Linked DNA regions of Cyprinus carpio: region 2 is linked to region 1. Evidence: chromatin contacts called from public Hi-C data. All regions are on one chromosome and are shown on one strand. Each heading gives the region's core, a stretch centred on a gene start, on an enhancer-like site or on the middle of the called end of the contact. The rest is flanking DNA. Distances are from core to core; before and after follow the strand shown.

The links. A called contact is a pair of places that touch in the nucleus more often than the background predicts.
Region 2: a Hi-C map of liver shows a contact between it and region 1, with 6 times the contacts expected there. The contact joins the promoter of LOC109046893 here to the enhancer-like site in region 1. A contact is called at or near these places in 6 of 8 Hi-C or Micro-C datasets (liver and skeletal muscle).

Annotation. Positions count from the first base shown.
Region 1 is chrB4:4,983,543-4,988,125 of ASM1834038v1, reverse strand. LOC109046893 (non-muscle caldesmon-like) reads left to right here. Exons shown (of 17, transcript XR_006154615.1): 10 at 1,844-1,887; 11 at 4,148-4,223; 12 at 4,337-4,474. Among protein-coding and RNA genes, the nearest start is that of LOC109069510, 12 kb to the right of the region's middle. Within about 2 kb of position 2,010, at least 2 of the 8 cell types and tissues checked have an H3K27ac peak or open chromatin away from gene starts, as enhancers often do. A contact at or near this core is called in liver, where this site is marked.
Region 2 is chrB4:5,022,663-5,027,245 of ASM1834038v1, reverse strand. It overlaps LOC109046893 (non-muscle caldesmon-like), which reads left to right and starts at 2,393. Exons shown (of 17, transcript XR_006154615.1): 1 at 2,393-2,529.

The DNA of each region.
Region 1 (4,583 bases), core at 761-3,260:
GTCCCCATGATAAAGCAATTATCTGCCATATCTTGTAAACATAATGAGGAGGACAACAGCTTGATGATTGTGTGTTGATGCAGCTGGTGTGCACTGAAGCTTGTACGTGCTAGTTTAAAGGGAATGACCCCCTTTGTTACCATTTTCCCCAAAGTAACATAGTTACTAGAGTTATTGTTTGTACTTAAAAAAGTAATATGGTGTTAGCCACTTCTGTCATCAAAATTTGAAATTAAGCTTTAAAAAGCTTCTGAAGGAGATCTTATATGAATTTCATAATTTATATAATTGTAATGACAAGAATGGATATGAAATATTTTTCAATTTGTGAATAATTTGTATGTATTCTTAAATCTGTTTTTATTAGACATTTATTTTAATATATTATATCCTTAATGATAACTGTATTTCAGACATTTTTCTAATTTCCTGAATATTTTTATGTATTTCTAATTATAAAATAATTATAGGCTATTATAATTAATATGTAATAAATATAAATCATATATAGTATAAATTATAGTTTAATTATTATGTTATCATAATATATATATATATATATATAGTATAATATGATATAATTCTTGTATATTTATAAATACATACAAATTATTCAAGATTCAAAATGTTTGATATATTATATTATATATACAAAAATAATGTAATATAATATAATATAATGAACCTAAAATGTATACTTTCTCTTATAAATGTAAAAATAATGCAAGCACTAACTACTAGGCCACGTCACTGACAGATCTCAATCTTATTTATTTATTAATTCACAAATAAATGTAGTAACTATAGTATTTTGGTGGACACTGTGCTTACCATGGTAAAAAATATATTTTTTTAAAGTTTTATAAATGACATACATTTCTTGTGCTATCTACTTTGTAATATCTGTGCTGAAAGAAAACCCTTTCCTTCTATTCATCATGCGCAGATGATACGTTCACAGATCTGCTTTGTCATCATGTACACTGTATGTACTGCATGCTGTGTGATGCATTTGTGTGATTTAAACTCCTATTTTGTGGTAGACAGATAAGTTTAATATTAAACCGCTGTAATATCAGCCATAATATAGGTTATGGATTATAACAAAATAATAATTTGTATCACATCACTATATTGTAGTTGTGGTGCTCTTTGATGCCATACATCTCATTTCCAAATTCTTTTCCTGGTTTTTGCATGTTCGAATACGGGTTTCCTGTCATCAGTGGTTTTTCAAAGACAGTTCTTTTCTTCCCTTCCCTTAAGAATCCATCTTTTACAAAAATACAAAATGGCGCAGCTGTGTTTCTGTGAGATAAAGCCGAGCTGCGCTCCTCAAGACGTGAACTCTGGGGGGACGCAGGAAGACCATTAGACTAATAGGATTACTGTAACCGCATTCTAACGGAGCTGTTTCAAACGTGCCTGAGAATGGGGAATTTCCTGCTGAGGAGTATTTTAGGAACTCCCACATTCAGTTGGAGGGGGGGTTGGGTGGGGGGGTGGATTTTTGCGAGATGCTTTTGGGCTGTGTATGTGTGTTTTTTGTTTTTTTTTTGTTGTTGCTTTTTAGGAACTCTTTGCCCTGTTTTAGTATTTTTTAAACACAGGCCACGGTTCCCACAGAGAGAGAGAGAGGGCTGAAAAGGGCCCTGCTTTTCCTGGCCCCGTGTCAGTTTCATACTGAAAAGAACAGGCTAGTCTCTTGCCTCTCAGAATAGCCAAGTCTGACATACAGTCGCATCTGTGTGTGTGTGTGTGTGTGCATTTTTACGTGTGTGTTCCTCATGACCAAAGCAGTGACCTTTCTTAAATCTATCCATTGTTTGATTTCTCTTCCCAGATCGGTGAGAGGGCAGAATTTCTCAACAGATCAGCACAGAAGAGGTGATCGCTTCTACTTTAACTCCTCGCAGACCTTTCTTGAAAACATGTTATTCAGCTTCTATACACAAACGTTTCCATAAGGGGACAAACAATAAGATTAATTACATCAATTAATAATCTGAAGTATTCAGAGTACTTTTCGGGTTGGATAAAGAATGTTCTGCTTTCAAAACAAGTTGTGGCACGTAGTTGATAACCACAGACAATTATGTTGACTCGTCCCTCATTCAGTGATGCAACTGTTTACATTTTGTTGTTAGCACATAACCGTTTGCCTTGAACAGCAGTCCTACCTCTGAAAGAACAATGTAGACAGCTTTACTGCCCATAGAATTCCTATTATTTAGTAATATTAAAGGTATTTAGCAAAAAAATAGGAGGTAATCTGTCCATCCACCCATCACCATATGCATCTATCCGAAATACATAATTTTGTAAGAAATATTAATATACTAATATATTAGTGCAAATCAAAATATCTATTAGTCTCTCCTTCTCAATATATCTATCTATCTGTCTGCCTGCCTGTCTGTCTATCTCTCTGTCTGTCTCTATCTATCTGTCTGTCTGTCTATCATCTCTCTGTCTGTCTGTCTGTCTGTCTATCTGTCTGTCTGTCTATCTATCTATCTATCTATCTATCTATCTATCTATCTATCTATCTATCCATCTGTCTGTCTCTCTGTCTGTCTGTCTATCTATCTATCTATCTATCCATCTGTCTGTCTCTGTCTGTCTATCTATCTATCTATCTATCCATCTTTCTGTCTCTGTCTGTCTGTTTGTCTATCTATCTATCATCTCTCTCTCTGTCTATCCATTTGCCTGTCTCTATCTATCTATCTATCTATCTATCTATCTATCTATCTATCTATCATCTCTCTCTGTCTATCTATCTATCCATCTGTCTGTCTGTCTGTCTCTGTCTGTCTGTCTGTCTATCTATCTATCTATCATCTCTCTCTGTCTATCTATCCATCTGTCTGTCTGTCTCTATCTGTCTGTCTGTCTGTCTCTATCTGTCTATCTATCTATCTATCTATCTATCTATCTATCTATCTATCTATCTATCTATCATATCATCTCTGTCTGTCTATCTATCCATCTGCCTGTCTGTGTCTATCTATCTATCTATCTATCTATCTATCTATCTATCTATCTATCTATCATATCATCTCTGTCTGTCTATCTATCCATCTGCCTGTCTGTGTCTATCTATCTATCTATCTATCTATCTATCTATCTATCTATCTATCTATCTATCTATCTATCTATCTATCTATCTATCTATCATATCATCTCTGTCTGTCTATCTATCCATCTGCCTGTCTGTGTCTATCTATCTATCTATCTATCTATCTATCCATCTGTCTGTCTCTGTCTGTCTGTCTGTCTATCTATCTATCTATCTATCTATCTATCCATCTGTCTGTCTCTGTCTGTCTATCTATCTATCTATCCATCTTTCTGTCTCTGTCTGTCTGTCTGTCTATCTATTTATCTATCTATCTATCTATCTATCTATCTATCTATCTATCTATCATCTCTCTCTCTGTCTGTCTATCCATTTGCCTGTCTCTATCTATCTATCTATCTATCTATCTATCTATCTATCTATCTATCTATCTATCTATCTATCTATCTATCTATCTATCTATCTATCTATCTATCTATCATCTCTCTCTGTCTATCTATCTATCCATCTGTCTGTCTGTCTGTCTGTCTCTGTCTGTCTGTCTATCTATCTATCTATCATCTCTCTCTGTCTATCTATCCATCTGTCTGTCTGTCTCTATCTGTCTGTCTGTCTGTCTCTGTCTGTCTGTCTATCTATCTATCATCTCTCTCTGTCTATCTATCCATCTGTCTGTCTGTCTCTATCTGTCTGTCTGTCTGTCTATCTATCTATCTATCTATCTATCTATCTAGCTATCATTTCTCTCTCTGTCTGTCTATCCATCTGCCTGTCTCTATCTATCTATCTATCTATCTATCTATCTATCTATCTATCTATAATCTCTCTGTCTATCTATCTATCCATCTGCCTGTCTCTATCTATCTATTTATCTATCTATCTATCTATCTGTCTGTCTGTCTGTCATTCTCTCAATCCGTCTAACCATCCATCCATTGCAAACTATTTATCACACATGAACTATTGTTTCATTTTAATTTGCAGTCTACAATCTTTCATTGTAAAAAGTGATGCTTATAAATACCAGCATGCGCTGATGTGTGTGTGTGTGTGTGTGTGTGTCAGTTCTGTGAAGGCGTCTCACGCTCCTGTGGTGTCTAAGATTGATAACCGATTAGAGCAGTACACCAGCGCCGTGCAGGTGAGTCCTACATCATCCTCTCTCAAACTGAACACAAGCGAAAGATAAATCTAAAATAAACACAGGACACCAGAAGACAGCACAGTTTAATCTCTGCCTTTCCCTCCATTCAGGGCCACAAAGAGGTCAGATCTCCCAGATCAGCTGCCATAGATCTTCCCGTGGTGACAGACGGTATTCGCAACATCAAGAGCATGTGGGAGAAGGGGAATGTCTTCAGCACTGGTGGGAGCCCGGCGTCCACCAACAAGGTTTGTGATGTTCATTCATATATATGGGTGGGGAAAGGGACCCCACTTGTCCTCTTGGACCCATTTCCTGTCCAACGTCACATTCTGAACTTTAACCTTGAAGGGAGTG
Region 2 (4,583 bases), core at 1,144-3,643, 39 kb before region 1:
GTGGCAAGTACCCATATGCTGCAAGTTTTTTATTTGTCCAAACACATCAAAAAGAAAAAAAGCACCATCTAAATGTTTTTCAAGTTGATCAAAGTTATTTTGAAAGCTTTGTGCATAATCTTAAAGCATGCAGTATCTTTTTACCATCCTATTAATGCAGGTTTCTCATTTTTATGATTAGCAGATGGATTTGGTTTAGATTGGATACAGATGCTGTCTCTTTGGCAATGTTAGATGCACATTGTTCTTCCTCCCTGGAAAATGACTTCCAAAGGTTCACTGTATCCTGCCACACTCTTTTTAATGCCAGGAAGGTTTAGGATCAATGTGAGAGAAGTTCAGAGATCAAGGAGAATCATCAGATTGTTCTGTAACGTCCTCGGTTCACCGAGTTGATAACCGAGATGCTGAATACTTCATCTTCTGTATATTAAAATCAACAGGTGATACCTTGTACAGTTCATTATTTATAGTAAAAAATTTAAAAATGTCTCGCTTGGTAAGTTATTGAAGTTTAAATCTTCAGTGTCCACAAGCACGAGGCCATTAGAGATGAAGAGTCATGTGAAATCACATCCTGAAAGATATAAAGCAGAGCAGATATTAGCACCCTGGGGTTCACCTACAATTCTCTGTGATGTTAAGCTCTCGATGCTTCAGACGTCCTGGTTAAATCAAGTTCATGTGCTCCCATAGAGAGAGACAATCTTTAGATATTCCCTTTCTTAGTGCAAGTTGAGGCAAGCGGCTAATATTTTCAGGAACTCGTATTAATATCTGAGGTCATCTCAGGTCTTTTCCTGATGTTATAAACCAGAGTACATTATAAAAGTAAACTTCTGAGATCTTCAGGCAAATATAGTGCAGGCAAAGCCCTCAGATCAAAGGACCAAAAATGTCTGGCAACTTCTCCTGTGTAACCAAATTACAGGCAAAGCAATCGACATTTGACTGCTCTCGGTTTCCAATTCATGGGAAAATACTGGGAGATATTTTCCTCACACTTTGAGGTGAAGCACTTCTGTTTCACCAGACTCATGTGTAGAACTAATAAATCCTAATTTTCCTTCGATGGCGTTCGCTTGATTTATTTGCCAGAGTTCAAGAATGCAATTTTCAGCCATTCTTTTTAATGTTGCCAGGACACACACACACACACACACACACACACTGACCTCAGTTCTAATACTGTGGTCTGATTCTCACACAATACACTTACACACACATTTTTGGTCAAAACATCCTTGAATGTACCCTAGTATAGAGGCTCAGCCTTTTATTTTGGTAATCATATTTATTTTTTGAGGTAATTAATAAATGACCTCATCAAATAATAATAATAATAATAATAAAAAACTTTACAGTTAACTTTTTATTGATTAGGGCTACATGATTACTGAATTATCATTGGGATTATTGAAGAGTTAAAATGCCAGGCCACACAATTATTCCATTCAAATTAATGTAGGCTAATAAACGAGTTAGGGCAATAGTAATCCAAAACAAAATGCAGTCAGCTAAAATGTGTAATGTAAAATATACGTTAATAACTACTATTATTACTAGGTTAAGTGAAACTGGCGTTACTTTCATGTCCCTCGTATCACGCCGCGCTCACTCTGTCAACTGGTGACATATAGAGTCTCTAGTGTTACCTATTACCTTGAAACTACCTCAGATAACTTAAGTATTAAAATATTACTGTAAATAATATTCTTGAAGTTTTCCTCTTGTTGCTAAAACCGACTTTTTTTGTTCATTGTAATGGACTATTTTTCTTCGCGGAAGCGTTAAGGTAAGCAATTTACATTTATGCATTTAGCAGACACTTTTATCCAAAGGGACTTAGAGTGCATTCAGGCTAACAATTTTTTTTTTTACCTAACACGTGTTCTCTAGGAATCGAACCCACAACCTTTTGCGCTGCTAACGCAATGCTCTACCAAATGAGTCACAGGAACACTATTAAAATTTAAAATCAAATCAGTATGTCCACGTATGTACTTAGTTAGTGCGTGCCATTTAATAAGCGCAAAATAAACCCCTTCAGGACAACGTGACCATTGTTTGGTCAAGGTTGCTGTCAAATATCAGTTTTCCCATTTTTTCAGCTGCAGGCATAACGTTACTACATATAATAAAACAGGATATAATGAGTTTGAAAGTGAGGATTAAGGCACTTGTGTTATATATTTAAGATTTTACTTTCCTACATTAAATAATAAGTTAATAAGAATACTATAATTGCAGTAGTGTTCGCTTCTTCGTTGAGAGTAAGGATATTAAATCGTGTTACCAGTGCTTCAGACGAGTCTGGATCTGCATCTGTAGGCCTACTTTCGGCGGGTGAAGAAGGCGGAGGTCGGATGGAGTGAATGGCTTCTAAAGGGAGGAGCTTCCCAAAGTCTCAGAGTCCTGTTACAGAGCGCTGGAGATTTTGGGAGTGAAGGAAACAGCTCAAGTCATTTTCTCTTTGCAGGTTTCTCCGCACATCCAAAGCACGCACACTTCGTTCGCCTCAGCGCGCAGGTGAGTTTTACCGTCACCGCCAGATGTTTGGACGCGAGTTTACTAACTTTACGCACTTATTAGCAACTCTTCCTCCTTGCTTGATAAAACATTAACCATTTGTCGTCAGTCTCACTGAAGTCTTTTGTTAAAAATAAACGTGGCTTATATTGCATGCATTTTATAGTAGCCTAGGCTATGTTGAATATTAGGCTATATGTTAGTTTGCACTTTTAGTGTAATTCAGGTTTGGAATACATATAAATATAGGCTACTTGTGCATTGATGCATGTTGATTGTTATTTGAGTGTTTGAGAGTTGTTCATTTAAGTCTCTTAATCCTATTTCTTGTCCCCTTTCTATCCACACCCACCATTTGCATACTTCTTGCATCTTATTTACGAATCAGCCTGGATTTCTTTCCTCTACACAAGCCAGCATCTCTAGAAAAATGCCTGGGTTGATTGACAGCTGCCAAAATTATATATAAAAAAAAAAAGGTGTTTTGATACTCTTTTGAACCGGACTGGATTGGTTTTAAGTGTGCTTTGCTGCAATAAAACTTTTATTGCATCAAACTCTTTTAGGGATCTTCAGCTTTTTTGCATCTTTTTTGAGAGATTCTGCGTAAGTAACCTCTTCTTAAGCATCCCGTAGTCTACATAAATAGGAGCTACTGTCCCATGTCTAGATTTAGGGATTCTGCTGTAACCCATTAAGATTCTCCTTGGTATCGTCCAAAATGGATTTAAAGTTTTCTCTGGCTGCCCGCATCTCCACACTCTCTTCTCGAAATATTTGTGGCGTGGAATCACCGGCCATGAACATTCTTATATTGTTTAATTCATGTCTGTTGTGGGATTTGGGACGGAGCTGAGGGGGTGGGGGGTTTAGACTGGATGCTTTGGGAAATTTCTCTTCTGGGAACCATTGAGTGCTTGTTTAACTAAAGCGATGCATTTATGAAGCTTCTTGATTGTTGCTGTTTGCGTTTTGGCAGTGAACCCGTAAATCCCGACCGGCAAAGAATGCAAGCTCTGTACTTATTGCAAACTGTTAAATTAATTTTATGGCCCCGTTTATTAACACAACCGCACAGGCCAGGCTTCTACGCCTACTGTAGGGCAGCTGCGCATTCGGCTGATTCAGCTTACAATGTGCATGCAGCTTAGTACAGAATCTGTCAGATTGTGACTCGGGACCTTGTTTTATTGCTCTGACCTTTAGATGTACGAGTTAGAGCTTGAGGGAAGATCTGGATGCAGAATGATGGAGTGATGTGCTGTCAGAATAGCAGCACGGACAGTGAAGCGTGGTGGGGTCAGTAATTGGCCATGAAACGGGATCTGATAACAGTGTGGTGTTTGGAAAATATGTGGGGAATGCCCTCGCCTTAAAAGGAACAGACTGAACATGGTGACAGATGATTGGAATAGTCTCTGGAATGCAAAACAGCACTGTTTCCCCCCATTTTGCACTTTTCTCTGTTTTGGCTCCCTCTTTGTTGGGTTATGGGAACAGGCTGCCTGTAGGGGTCTAGACGGGTCCGTCTTACAACAGACCCGTCCAGAGCCACTCATGTAAATCATGATGAATAAAGTCACAATGACCTGAGAGAACTGAAATTCTTCCCTTGTCATAAACTTTATCTACTGCCAAAAGGATGACACTGTAATCCAAGAAAAAAGACGGTAGTGTTTTCCTCCATTTAGAAAGCCAAGGACTTTGGTTGTTTCTCAGTGGGGAAAAGATGACAAACCTGAGGTACAAATGAAATGTGGTGTTTTAAGGCACATTAAAGCATGTAAACGTTTATAATGGGATAAAATAAAGGCCAAAAAATGTAAATTCTGGGATCTTCCTTTTGTTTATAGACACCGTTTGACTGCTAGCCTAATGTTTGAAATAGTCTTTGCCACTTAGTTACATTAAGCAACTGTTGTTATTATAATGTCAAAAATACTGTCTTTTCTTCTTGAATTATGGTGGCGTAGATTTTTTGGCAGTAGATGATTGCAGTGTTTATGACAAGTGTTATTTTAATACTTTTTCCCCCGCTAATGGGTACTGTATAT